2 separate regions of the Mus musculus genome follow, and region 2 is linked to region 1. The links are chromatin contacts, called in public Hi-C maps. All regions are on one chromosome and are shown on one strand. Each heading gives the region's core, a stretch centred on a gene start, on an enhancer-like site or on the middle of the called end of the contact. The rest is flanking DNA. Distances are from core to core; before and after follow the strand shown. Region 1 overlaps Cadm1 (cell adhesion molecule 1). Region 2 overlaps Cadm1 (cell adhesion molecule 1).

Region 1 (5,719 bases), core at 1,920-4,419:
TGTGAGTGCTCACAGAGACAACACCCAGATGTCAAGAAGGTGGGAATTTCTATCTTTACTGGGGGCAGGGTAAAGAGTGGGGTTCTGTTTCCAAGGATGCAAGGAGGAGTAGATAAGTGCTAGGCATCTACCATTCTCTGACACACTGACCTTAGGCAGTTGAATCTCATTGTACCTCAGCTTTTCATGTCTCTCAACATGGTCATACAAGTAAGTTCTAAATCAGGATGCTGTTGTTTGTGGTTATCGTTGGAGTTATTGCATCAAATGCATTTATCCCAGTGCTAGGCATGTAAGAAGTAAGTAATAAATGTTAATTATTCTCACGTCTTTCCATGTCGCTTTCCAGTAGCTTTAGGTTAACGTTTTGTAGACCCTTAAAGCATACAGCGTTCATCTGCGTTACAGACCCTTATTTATTTCCTGCTCCTATAGGGGAGGAACCTCAGTACAGTCTGTACGTGCTTATGACATCTCTGATCCTGGCGATCGCTGAATACAACTGTACTCACAGGATGGCCCGTGGCGTCCTCTGCCCTGTGCCCCTGTGTGTGTTCACTATTTAAGCAAAAGCTGCCTCCATCTCTTGCTTCCACGAGTCTTCATTATCTACCAGCTAATACCCAAACTTCCTACAGCAGTATTCTTGCCTTGCTATCATCTTGCCATAGTATTAAACACTTTATCTTAACTAAGCCACGTTTCTAGCCCCACAGATCCCACATTTCTGTGTACTTTTAACCTCATCTAAAACTCCCTCTTCTCCAAGAGAGGTCTTATGGCTCTAGTTTTATCCTTAGGGTAAACTTTTATGAATTTTCAACTTGAAGCAGGAACAATGGAGGGCAGATGGTTTTTCTGCCTACAATATATAATGTTTGGTTGTGATTCTCTGAACACTTCTTATGATTTTGTTTCTGAGACCTATAGCGTAGGTCAACCAGCACTCTCTCATAGCTAAGTACATGTGTAAATATATGAAGGAATGAAGGGACAAAGGACTGTTAAGTATAAGAAACTGGTGAAGGGGACTCAGCCTTCTGATGGATCGGTTGGTTTGTTCAGCAGTTCTCAGAGAATAGGTTGAGAGCCAGAAATTCATTATTTTTACTGTGCAAGACAATAGCATTGGTTTGGGTACTTTAATGTGAATGTCTCGAATGCATTTTGCTTTCATATAAAGAAAAGAAAAGGTTGGCTTCATTTTATCAACTGTGTGTGTGTGTGTGTGTGTGTGTGTGTGTGTGTGTGTGTGTGTGTGTGTGTGTGTGTGTTGTATAATGGGCTGTGTAATATAATTTTAGAGCCCTCTGATGCAATATTTTGAAACTAAGTTGGTCATACAATTAAAACATATCTTTGGTCATAGATTGCTTGGCCTTATGCCATCTTCATAGGCAATGTCCTACTTACATAGCCTGGATTGGCTGAGAAAAATAATTGCTGCTATGAAATAATTTTGCAATTACCACTGTAATTAAGGGCAGTTTGTTAATGAAAGTGCTTGGTGAATAATGACTGCAGGGCACTCCATCTTGCAGCTTCATGCCAGATGATTGGTTCATGTGGCAGAGGCAGTTAGGGAATCAGCGACACAGCTGTCATGGTTACAGGATGGATGTAAATATCCTTTGCAGTTGATGATGAAGAACAGTCATTAGCCTCCTGCCCCTTGGGAACCGGTCAGAAGAACAAAAATAAACTTAACACAGGATGGTGAAAGCCATTCTTCTGTCTCCTTTTCTTCGGTATGAACAATTAACATTCTAATAGAAAGCGCCAGGAGCACAGAGATGAGCCCTCTCCACTTTTTAAGCATGTTAAGGTGATAGATGCTTCTCCTGGTAGGGCAGTGGTTGTTCACAGTTTATAACCACTCTTATTAGCTTATAGGCTAGTTTAAACCGCTCTTGAGAGACCCATGGGCCCCACTGAAATTTTTCTTGTTCATCCCCAGGTATTGTGTGTTTATTTCAGCCACTTGAAGAGTGCCCACGGAGGGATTTTTGCATGCCATCTTCATGGCTGCAGGGGCAATTGAAGATCAATGTTCTGTGTTTGGGCTTACCTACCTGTATAAACACTATACTGACTGAAGAAGTGCTGGCTGGCTGCTGATCCCACTTTACTCTAGACTGTGGGGGAAAAAAATCACTGCTGCAGGGTGAGGGTTCCTCACACCCTCCCTCTCCCTGAAAGTCAGGTGTTTAAGTGCACTTTGTATTTATATTCATTCCACCTCTGTGGTGTTTTGATGTTGTTTTTCATTGTAAATTTGCTTAAGCAATCTTTTGTGGAGTAATTTCATAACATGCACACACTGTGGTTTTACACTGAGTTGTTCGTGAGCTGCAACTCATTAACTTTTGCTGACTAGTAAGTCAGCAGAGCATGCTGTATTTCTTCAACTTTGTCTTGTCACGCAGTCCTTTTTACTCTCTATTAGGAGGCTGGAAGGTTGCCTGGCTGGATAAGAACCCTTGCTTAGTCAGGAGGAACTGAGTTCAAGTCAGTAGAACATGTAAAAGTCTGTAATCATAGGATTGTGGGGGACCAAGGGAGGATCCCTGCAGCCTGCTAGACACCAACCTAGCTCAGGTTCAGCGAGAGACCTTGTCCCAAGGGAATATATCCAAGAATGATATAGCAGGACACCCTAACTCCTGCTCTGCCTTCCTCGATGCTCACACGGGCACAAGCAGGTGTGTGCATCCCATGTGTACCACCCACCTCCAGAAAGTAAACTGGACCTAACAAAGAAAAGATGCTAGCAGCTCCCTGCAGAGGAATGGAAACACAGCTTCTCATTATGTCCTGATGGAGAAAGCTCTGCTGCTTCGGTAGGAGGCAGGAGTAGGGTACCCTCATAAAGAACCATCACTGAAGTGCTAGCACACGTTATGGGTGGGCTTGTTACTCTCTGCTTCTGCCGGCCATGAGTCCTTGTGTGGTAGGAGATGCTTAGTGTCTCTGGATCCTCATGACTTTAGCAAGAACCGATGCTAAGCAACGGATGGGGATTGTGCCCCAGAGTTTTATAAATCCTGTGTCCCAGACCTGACTCTTAAGTAGTCACAGAAGGATTAGAAAGCACCTGCTGCTCACAGGAGTCTTCCCCCCCCCCACACACACACCCAGTCACTCACTCTCTCAAAATGAACTCTCTATTTCATTGACCATAGATGAGTCACTGTGTCATCTGACACTGTAGGACACAAATCAACTCACTTGTCCTTAAAAGCCACACAATGTAGCAAACCTTCCATACTAAGCGTTAAAACTAGTATCTTATTCATGCTCATGTCTGATGAATTAATATGGGTTTTGAGAGAACATAATTTTCCAGGGACTTCTGAGAGTGCCTGGGTTTAAGGAAAAAAAAAAATCAACAACAACAACAACAAAAAAACTGGGTCCCTACAGTGGCTTCATAGTAAAGCTACAAGGGTAATTGTGTTTGTGTGTGGTGTGTGTGTGTGTTTTCCGAAGTATGGGCTTTTGTGGTGGGTCAAAACTCCCAATAGAAAATATCGTTGTATTTTTAGTTGGTGTTGCTCAGGCAGAGGACACAGGAACTATATCCCCCCTTCAGGGGGGATGGGACAACTGCAGTATTTACATAGTCTGTTCTCATTCCTGTTTGGTTTGGTGGCATTTTGATTCACTTATTTATTTTTTAACTAGTGTGAGATTTGTGTTTGATGTTCCATGGCATCTGTACAGGCGCCATAACACGACAGAGGTGGTAAGTGCTCTCAGACACCGGGCGGGCGGGCGGGCGGGCGGGCGGGCGATGGAGATTCTTAAGTGAAGCAGACTTCTCACGCACTGTCCTCAGGATGTGTGTGGACCTGAGCTGGCACATAGCTTCTACCCAGCACCGCCCTCGTCTGGCTTCCCTCATTTTCTCAGAACAAATCAAGGACTTTTGGTAGTTCTCCAGGACATAAATGCATCGTGTCCCATTCGGTCCTATTGTGGTCCTATCTGTCACAGCAACACTAATTATAAAAATTGAACGTAAATTTGTGCTGTTTAATAGGTTTGGGTTTAATTTTGCCTCAGTGGGAAGACATTTGATTAAAAGAGTCTTTTTTCCCCTCCTCCTTCCTCCTTTTTTCTTTTCGTAGAACAGTTAGTAAAGGCGTAGGAAATTGATTTCAGTGTCACAAAGGACATTTCTGACAGGAATGTACTTTGAAATGATTCAAGGCATCTGTTTCTCTCAAATGTGCCCAACACTGCTGAGAGCTGTACCTAAATTAAACTGTTTAACGTGTCAGCTCAGAATCCGATCACAATTTACATCCCAGTGGCTTGGCTGGAGTCTCCACCATTTCATGAACTCCCTCCCCTAATTTACTAAACAAGTTCTCGCTCAAAGTGACCATTTGTTCTAGATGCCAATATGTCACGGTCGGAATTGATTTAGCTTTGGAAGCTATTTGCTTGGGTATGGTCACTTTGCCTATGAGATGGAATCATCTCTCTGGCATTGCTTCTGGCGTGGCTTGTGAGGGACGTCCTGGTGGGCATTTTGGTGCTGTCTGTCTTTCACTGCTGCGATGTCTGTCAGGCTAGCTGGCTCCGGGAGTTCCTGTTGAAAGTGTTTCTGAGCCCAGGAATGATGTGCGCTGTTTATGGCTGTGTCTGGCACCCAGCATAGACCCTGGGAGGCACTTAACGTAAATTCTTCATAAATGAGCAGAGAAGGAACACTTCCACACGCCCATGCGTGTAACCCTGGTGTAGACAGCACTGGGAGGGCTCATTTGTCTGCCTTGCTGTGTTTCTTAGAAATCAGCGCTGTTCACTCCTATTAATTACACCGAGGCATGTCCTTTGAAGTTGGAGGGCTGGGGCAATTATTTTGTGTGTGAGAGAACTTTTTATATTCATAGTAGAAATAATTCCCTGGGGATAAGAAGAAAAAGTGTCTATGTTGAGGTATAATAGGAACCTGAGCTCATTAAGGTAATTATTTAGTGGTTCTTTCCCCTTCTTCTCCCCTCCAGTGTCCACCCACGTCATCCTCAGACACAGTTTACCAGGCAATGGAGATGAAGAACCCAGGGAAAGGCTCCTTCTATTGCCCTGCCTGTGTTTATAAGTCTGCCACCTACTGAAACAGGGCGGGAGTTTGTATGGGGCTACCCTGGAAGGCTCTTGTCCTAGAGGGGCCATGTGGTTGACCCCACTGACGAGCAGCAGAGAAGACTGTCTGTGGCACTGTGGTCTCTCTCTGTAGATCTGGACTTCACTAGTGAAGATAGAAAGCATGGCATTTGTAGTGGCTTAAGTTAGTGATTTACCTCTTGTACATATGCTAGCTTAGCCTGGATGTCGCACATATCCAGCTACCTCAGATTCACCCAGCCATTAATAGTCAAAGCTTACCAGGGGGCGGGGGGTGGGGGTGGGGAGAGGCTGTGCCATCTTGTGTGCTAGCTTCTGGAACCACCCTGGCCAAACCATTTCAGCTTCCTGGAAGGGGGAAAGGAAAGGTAGAAGGGAAACAGCCTTCTTCACCACCATGCTCAGGAAGGAATCTGGCCCTCCTGTTCACACAGGGAGGAGCTTAGTCACTTGACTAGCCTTAAGCAAGGAAGGCCAGGAAAGGAGAAAGGAACTTGACAGATCATCCCTGCAGCTGGGCTTGCATGGAAGCAGAGATGGAGTTGCTGGAGTGTCTTGAACCTTAGGCTTTCCTGACCAATTT
Region 2 (5,719 bases), core at 1,612-4,111, 89 kb after region 1:
GGAGAAATTGTTGTGCCCAATTATGTGAAAAATCAGCCAGATGTGTGTGCTGTCATACTTTTAATAACCCTTAAATTTTGGTGAGTACAGATATTAATTGTGTAGTATGCATTGAAGTGATTAACATCAATGTAATTTATCATCTGGAGATTTCTGAACATAAATAAATGAGTTGTTTTGTTGAGCAAGGTGTTGACCCCTCCAGAATCAGTGAATTAAAAGTTCCCCCTCCTCTTTTTTATTATAAATATGAAAGGCACCACAGTCAGCCAAGTGTTGAGTTATTTGATTTTCTGGGGCATTAGCCGCTCTTGTTTGTGACATTCCCCTGTTGGGTGCTCGCTTGCAAGCTCATTAATAAGGTTTTCTCATAGGAACATTGCTGGGAATGTTGTATGAAGAACATACAGTAGGGCTCTTGCTTTGCTAGCTTTCATTCTGAGGCCCAGCAAGGGTACAGCAGCATGCAGCTAAATGTTTAAAACAGAAAATAATTATGTTAGCAAGGTAGAATTCCGAGCTCTGCATTCTTAGAAGCTACGCAGAGAACGAACGCTTGTGCTTTTTGGATCTGCTGATCTGGATGACCCTAAAGTCCTTCTGTGCTGCTTTTCTTCTTCCTCATCTTGCAAACGCCTTGTAGGTGTGTTACGCAGCTGTACACGGCGGCTGATTAGAGCAGAGTGTGATTCTGTCCTAAAACTGTTAGTACAGCTTCAGCTCTGAAGGAATGCGCTCCTGTCAGATAACAGCCTGTTTAAACAGACCAGTTCACTGTCTGTGTGCTAAAAGAAACCTGTCTAAATAGCATCAAGGTGGCAACACATGGCGACATAAGCTGGGAATTCAAAGGGAAGTTGTGACCTCCAGTATGGAATTCTGAGTGCGAGCTGAAGGAAACAAAGCCTTGCTCTGGACACAAGGCAGCCTGAGCTGGGATTCCTGCTGTGCGCCTTCCGTCTTCCCCACCAGAGCCTTGCTCTTTAGAATGTTTTGCAAAACATCCTCATTTTGTTCAGGTTTTGCCCATTTATAAAAAGAGAGAAACAAATGAAGAGCTGAGTCTAGAAGGGAAAAATGAAAACAAAGCTTCCAGAAACCGGTATTAGAGCACTTCCCCGCCCAGATTACCACCTGACAGCTAATCACAGACATGGGCATGACTCTCAAAATGAGTTTTATTGACTGGGTGTAGCCAGGTATTTTATAAATCCATATCCCCATCCATCCAAGGTCTAGAGAAGGGTAGGTGTCTCTCCCTGCATCCCTACCTCCCATCCCCTCAACTAGAGGAAAATTGGGCATTGGAGAGATGATCAAAATTTGTTCTTTATCTGTGACAAAATGAATGTTTCTGTGATATTGATAGTGCCCTGTGGTGATGGAGGATGAAAAACCTGGAAATTGGGAACTCCCTCCTGTTTAGACTGGAGGATAAAGCTTCCCACAGCAGGTGCTTGGCTCCTCCCTGGCTCTCCCAGGTTAATTCTGTTCCCAGGTTGTATTCTTAAAGTGAAAACAGCTGTGTTCTCAGGTTGGGCCAGTTGCTATCTGGTCTCTGTGTTCTGTGTCCAGCAGGCTCCAGTGTGTGTATCAATGAGCTGGGTTCAGAGAGGTTATCTTAGTGATTATTATTCCTTATGAGAAACAATCAAGGCAGAGAGACCGCTGATTGAAGCCCAGTTTGTAACCTAGCATTCTTTGTGCAAGGCCAGACCAGGGACATCTTGGAGTTCCTGGAGTTTCCATGGACTGTGGGTAATGGAGCCCACAGGACCAAAGCAGGCAGGGTTGGGCAAGTTGAGAATGATCCCTGGGAGAAAGGCCTTTGCCTTCCTTAGCACAGACAACCCAGTGCTGCTGCCCCTGACCTTAGTGGATAAAAGATGGCTCTGGTTTGGTGTACAGATCCAGTTCTTACATAGATAGTAAGCTCGTCTCCTAATGTACACCCTGCCTGATGGCTTTTAGCTCACCATAAGATTCTGATTCTGTGGGAAGGTTAAACGATTTCAATTTAAAAAGAATAGTCAAGGAAATTTCTTGATCCTATCCCTAGAGATTCCAGAAATGCCAGGTAACCATGCCAAAAAATGCAGGTTCAACAGTCAAATTACCTGGGCTGCTCCTCAAACTTGGGGAACTGGCTTGATCTCCAAAACAGACAAACCTACAGACTTACCGTATTTTGAGGCTAAGACAGACTTGTGTATTTGTTACTATTGTACCTAGTGGATTCTTAGTGGGAAATAGCATTGTCTGGTGCTGCTGATGCTCTCTTAAGTAGAGTTGTTTTATGCCCGTCTTAATCTTTTATGATAGCCCCTCCCTCTTCAAGAAGTGTAGTTGGTTGGTTTTTTATTGTCCTTTCTTCTTTCCTTTGTTTGTTTGTTTGTTTGTTTGTTTGTTTGGAGGCAAATGTCTCACTCAGTAATCCAGGCTGTTATCCAACTCATGGAAATCCTCCTGCCTCAGCCTCCCAGCTGTTGGGGTTACAGGTAGTGAGTATAATTTTAAGTGCTGCAAACCATACCAGACAAAGACCTTTAACCTAGAGAGCAAACAAACAGCTGGGGAAGTTGTCACTCATGTCTCAGGACAATAGGAAGGAAGCACTTTACAGCCTGCCCCTTTCCCTTCTCTGGGAGCTCTGTGGACCTGTTCCCAGCCAGGTGTATGTAGTCTCCTTGGGTGCCCTACATTGCCCTCTTCTCATTACAAAGCTGTCTTCCCCGGCACTTTAGACAACCGAATTGTAGGAGCTGATTTTGGCTTTGCGCTCAAACAGCTTCTAATACGAACCAAATCTCGGGTTAATCTTTGCATTGTTGTTCTACTCCACACTGCAGTAATCCTCCATGATTGACAGACTCCTCAGCCAGCCACTGCTTCCTGCAAGCTCCAGTGCACAGGGACTGACCCAGACCCTCTCCTAGCCAGACTGGTAGCAGCCTTAACTGATGCTGCCCTGAGGGGTGGGGACTGAAAACGTGAGCCCTTGATCTACAGGCGCCAAACCCCACACACAGTGTGTTTCTGAACATTAGATGAAAATGAAACATGGAACTTGGAGATTTGCACTCAAGCCCTTGTAGTTACAGGTAGAGATTTTCATGCAAAGCCCTTGGGCCTGGTTATAGTAGCCATGTCAAAGAACATTTGATGTCAGCATGCCCTGATTTAGAACTTCTAGGAAAAAGAGGGAAAGTTGCAGGTGCCCCTGGGATAATAGCTCTCCTGCTGAGGTATCAGGACACACACCCCCCCCCCCCCCCAGGCCTCAGTTCTTCTGCTCTCTGCCACGGGAAAGACGGCATCCTAGTCAAAGGGACTGGGGACCACAGACCTGATATGCTAGGGTCAGGCTTCTGACAGGAGCCTGCGCGTCTTCATTTGCATAGGAAATTGACATACAGATTACAGAATCTTGAGTTTCATCTTCTAAGAAGATCACAGAACAGAGTGCAAGGTCAGACTGGCATGAAATCAATTGTAATCTGCCAGCAAGCCATTCAGACCTCTTTAAGAGTTTCCTTTATATTTTCCCCTTTATAGACAGAGGGAAAGTACATTTAAGGAATGTCTCATCAAATCAGAATGCCTTCCTAAAATTATTTTTTTAATTGGTTGCTACTATAGTGTGCCCTATGGCCTCCTGGTATTTAACCCTCTGTGCAACTTTGACTAATGAACAAATTTTGTCGGCTGTAGCAGTCTTGCTAAGTGTATTGTAGAGGGTTTAAGAGAAATTACAGTGTATTATGAAAACCTCAGATCTTTCCACCTAATTGATTGGCTGTTGCTGATGCCAGCGCTACAAGTGTGATGCTCCTTAAGTGCACAGGCCTAACTATTTCCTTATTTTTTTATAGAGCAGTTCCATTTTATAATGACATTAAGCCATTCTGAGGGATATGTCGCTGGACAGTTATCGCACTTGGGTAGAAAGTGTCGTCTGGCTTTTAGCCTTGCGCCTGACGACACCAACCGAGGCGTAAAATGATCCCCCAGAAAATGTACTAGGCTTTACCTCATTACTCAAAGATAAAACTTGGAGCCTGATTCTGTTTCAGAGAAGATTTGGTAAGTTATAACATTTGATTTATGAACATAATTAAAATATAAATGGTGAGCTCTTGCTCTGCAGTCAACTGTCTGGATGGTTGGACATTTTGCCATCCTCCTATAGCAGCCAGGGTCTTTTCTGGGAGCACTCAACGCCCCTGAGACATCACTGGAATCCCCAGGACTCTGTTCCACCTGCTGAAGAGCCTTACGTTCCTCAGTTAGGGCAGAGCAAGGAGATGAGACTTGCCTTCAAGTTTCCTGTCGCCTCGGGGATAGATCTTAGAGTTCAGGCCTTCTGTGTGGTTTATAGGGAATGAAGACAGCTCGGCTGCCCATGGGCAGATAATATGCCATAAATACTGTGTGTGTCTATGGAAAGGGAACTTTTCTATATAATACAGGCAATATTGATGTGCGCGTTTCCTGCCAGCCATTAAGGTCATGTGGCAGCTGTGTCCACACATAACGTGGTACAAGTTTTCCTGGGACTGGACCATAATCAGAGAAAAGAAATCAGTTATCAAAACTGAAGGTGTAGCTTTTGTGGCTTAAAATACAAATTTTAGGTGTGACAAGCCCTTCACTTATTCTTCCTGATTGGTGTGTGATTGACAACTAGTACACATGTTTTTAAATATGTATATATATATATATATATATATATATATATATATATATATATATATATATATAACGAAAACAAACTCACTGGTTCCAGAGAGGCAGGGTGGACTAGAACTGTTCCTGCTCTCTTATTACTAATGGAAGCTGAGCATGGAAAGACCAGAATGCATTCTCTGGAAATCCACTCTTCCAGTTTGCTTGTAAATTACACAGAGGAGAGAAACAATAGAAATTTTACATGCAGGCCACAAAGCATAGACCAGCAACTCCAGACCAGAAAGAAAGAGCAGCAAGCACACATTAGTAGCACAAACCAACCAGTGCAGACTAAGAGAGCAAGAAGCATGCTCTGGCAAGCACAGGTAGCAAGTGCAGATGAGCTGCTGAAGTCAGCAGGGCATGAAAATTAACCTATAAACAAACAGTAAGTTGCTGCCCAGATTTGGGCTCCATGTTTATGTCAGAAGTCCCCTAAGCAAGAGTTCTTGGATGCTTTTTGGTTTCTGAGTGTGAATTATTAGACAGGTTTTTCCGTTATCTGTGTGTCACAACCTCACATTCATTTCTCTTTCTCCTTTTAAAACACAAAATTTCATCAAATAGCTACGTGCCAGGCAGAAGAAGTTGTATCACTAAAAATAATAGTCCTGCAGTGCACTCTAGGGCTCTGCTTGGTCTGAGATATGATCTAAACATGGTTGTCCAGGAGCTCTTGATTCAGCCCCGGAGCCAGAGCTAGCTCAAGGTCACCCTGTTTATTCTATGCAAACATTTCCTCCTTTCTCTGATAACATTTATCAGGATCCTCAACATCTTCCTTTGCCTGTAAGTCCAAGAAAAGGACTGTGTCACTTGGCAGTGGCCATCCGGGTCTTTTGTCATCTTTATGTCCTCTGACAAGTGAATATTGTTCTTCAGAAAACAGCACCTATTCCAGTGGGCAGTGCACACAGGTGGGCGTTCAGGGGGCTCTTTTAAAAGGACCGTAATATCTTGTGTGACATTGCAGAAGGCATGTGGTGGAATC

The links. A called contact is a pair of places that touch in the nucleus more often than the background predicts.
Region 2: a contact with region 1 is called in a Hi-C map of rod photoreceptor, with 2.6 times the contacts expected there. The contact joins two enhancer-like sites. A contact is called at or near these places in 5 of 484 Hi-C or Micro-C datasets (cerebellum, cerebral cortex, forebrain and 1 more).

Annotation. Positions count from the first base shown.
Region 1 is chr9:47,713,197-47,718,915 of GRCm38.p6, forward strand. All of the region lies in intron 1 of Cadm1 (cell adhesion molecule 1), which reads left to right. Among named protein-coding and RNA genes, the nearest start is that of Gm10677, 100 kb to the right of the region's middle. Within about 2 kb of position 3,170, at least 16 of the 459 cell types and tissues checked have an H3K27ac peak or open chromatin away from gene starts, as enhancers often do. A contact at or near this core is called in rod photoreceptor, where this site is marked.
Region 2 is chr9:47,802,995-47,808,713 of GRCm38.p6, forward strand. The region is part of intron 5 of Cadm1 (cell adhesion molecule 1); the gene reads left to right. All of the region lies in intron 2 of Gm10677 (predicted gene 10677), which reads right to left. Among named protein-coding and RNA genes, the nearest start is that of Gm10677, 12 kb to the right of the region's middle. Within about 2 kb of position 2,862, at least 8 of the 459 cell types and tissues checked have an H3K27ac peak or open chromatin away from gene starts, as enhancers often do. A contact at or near this core is called in rod photoreceptor, where this site is marked.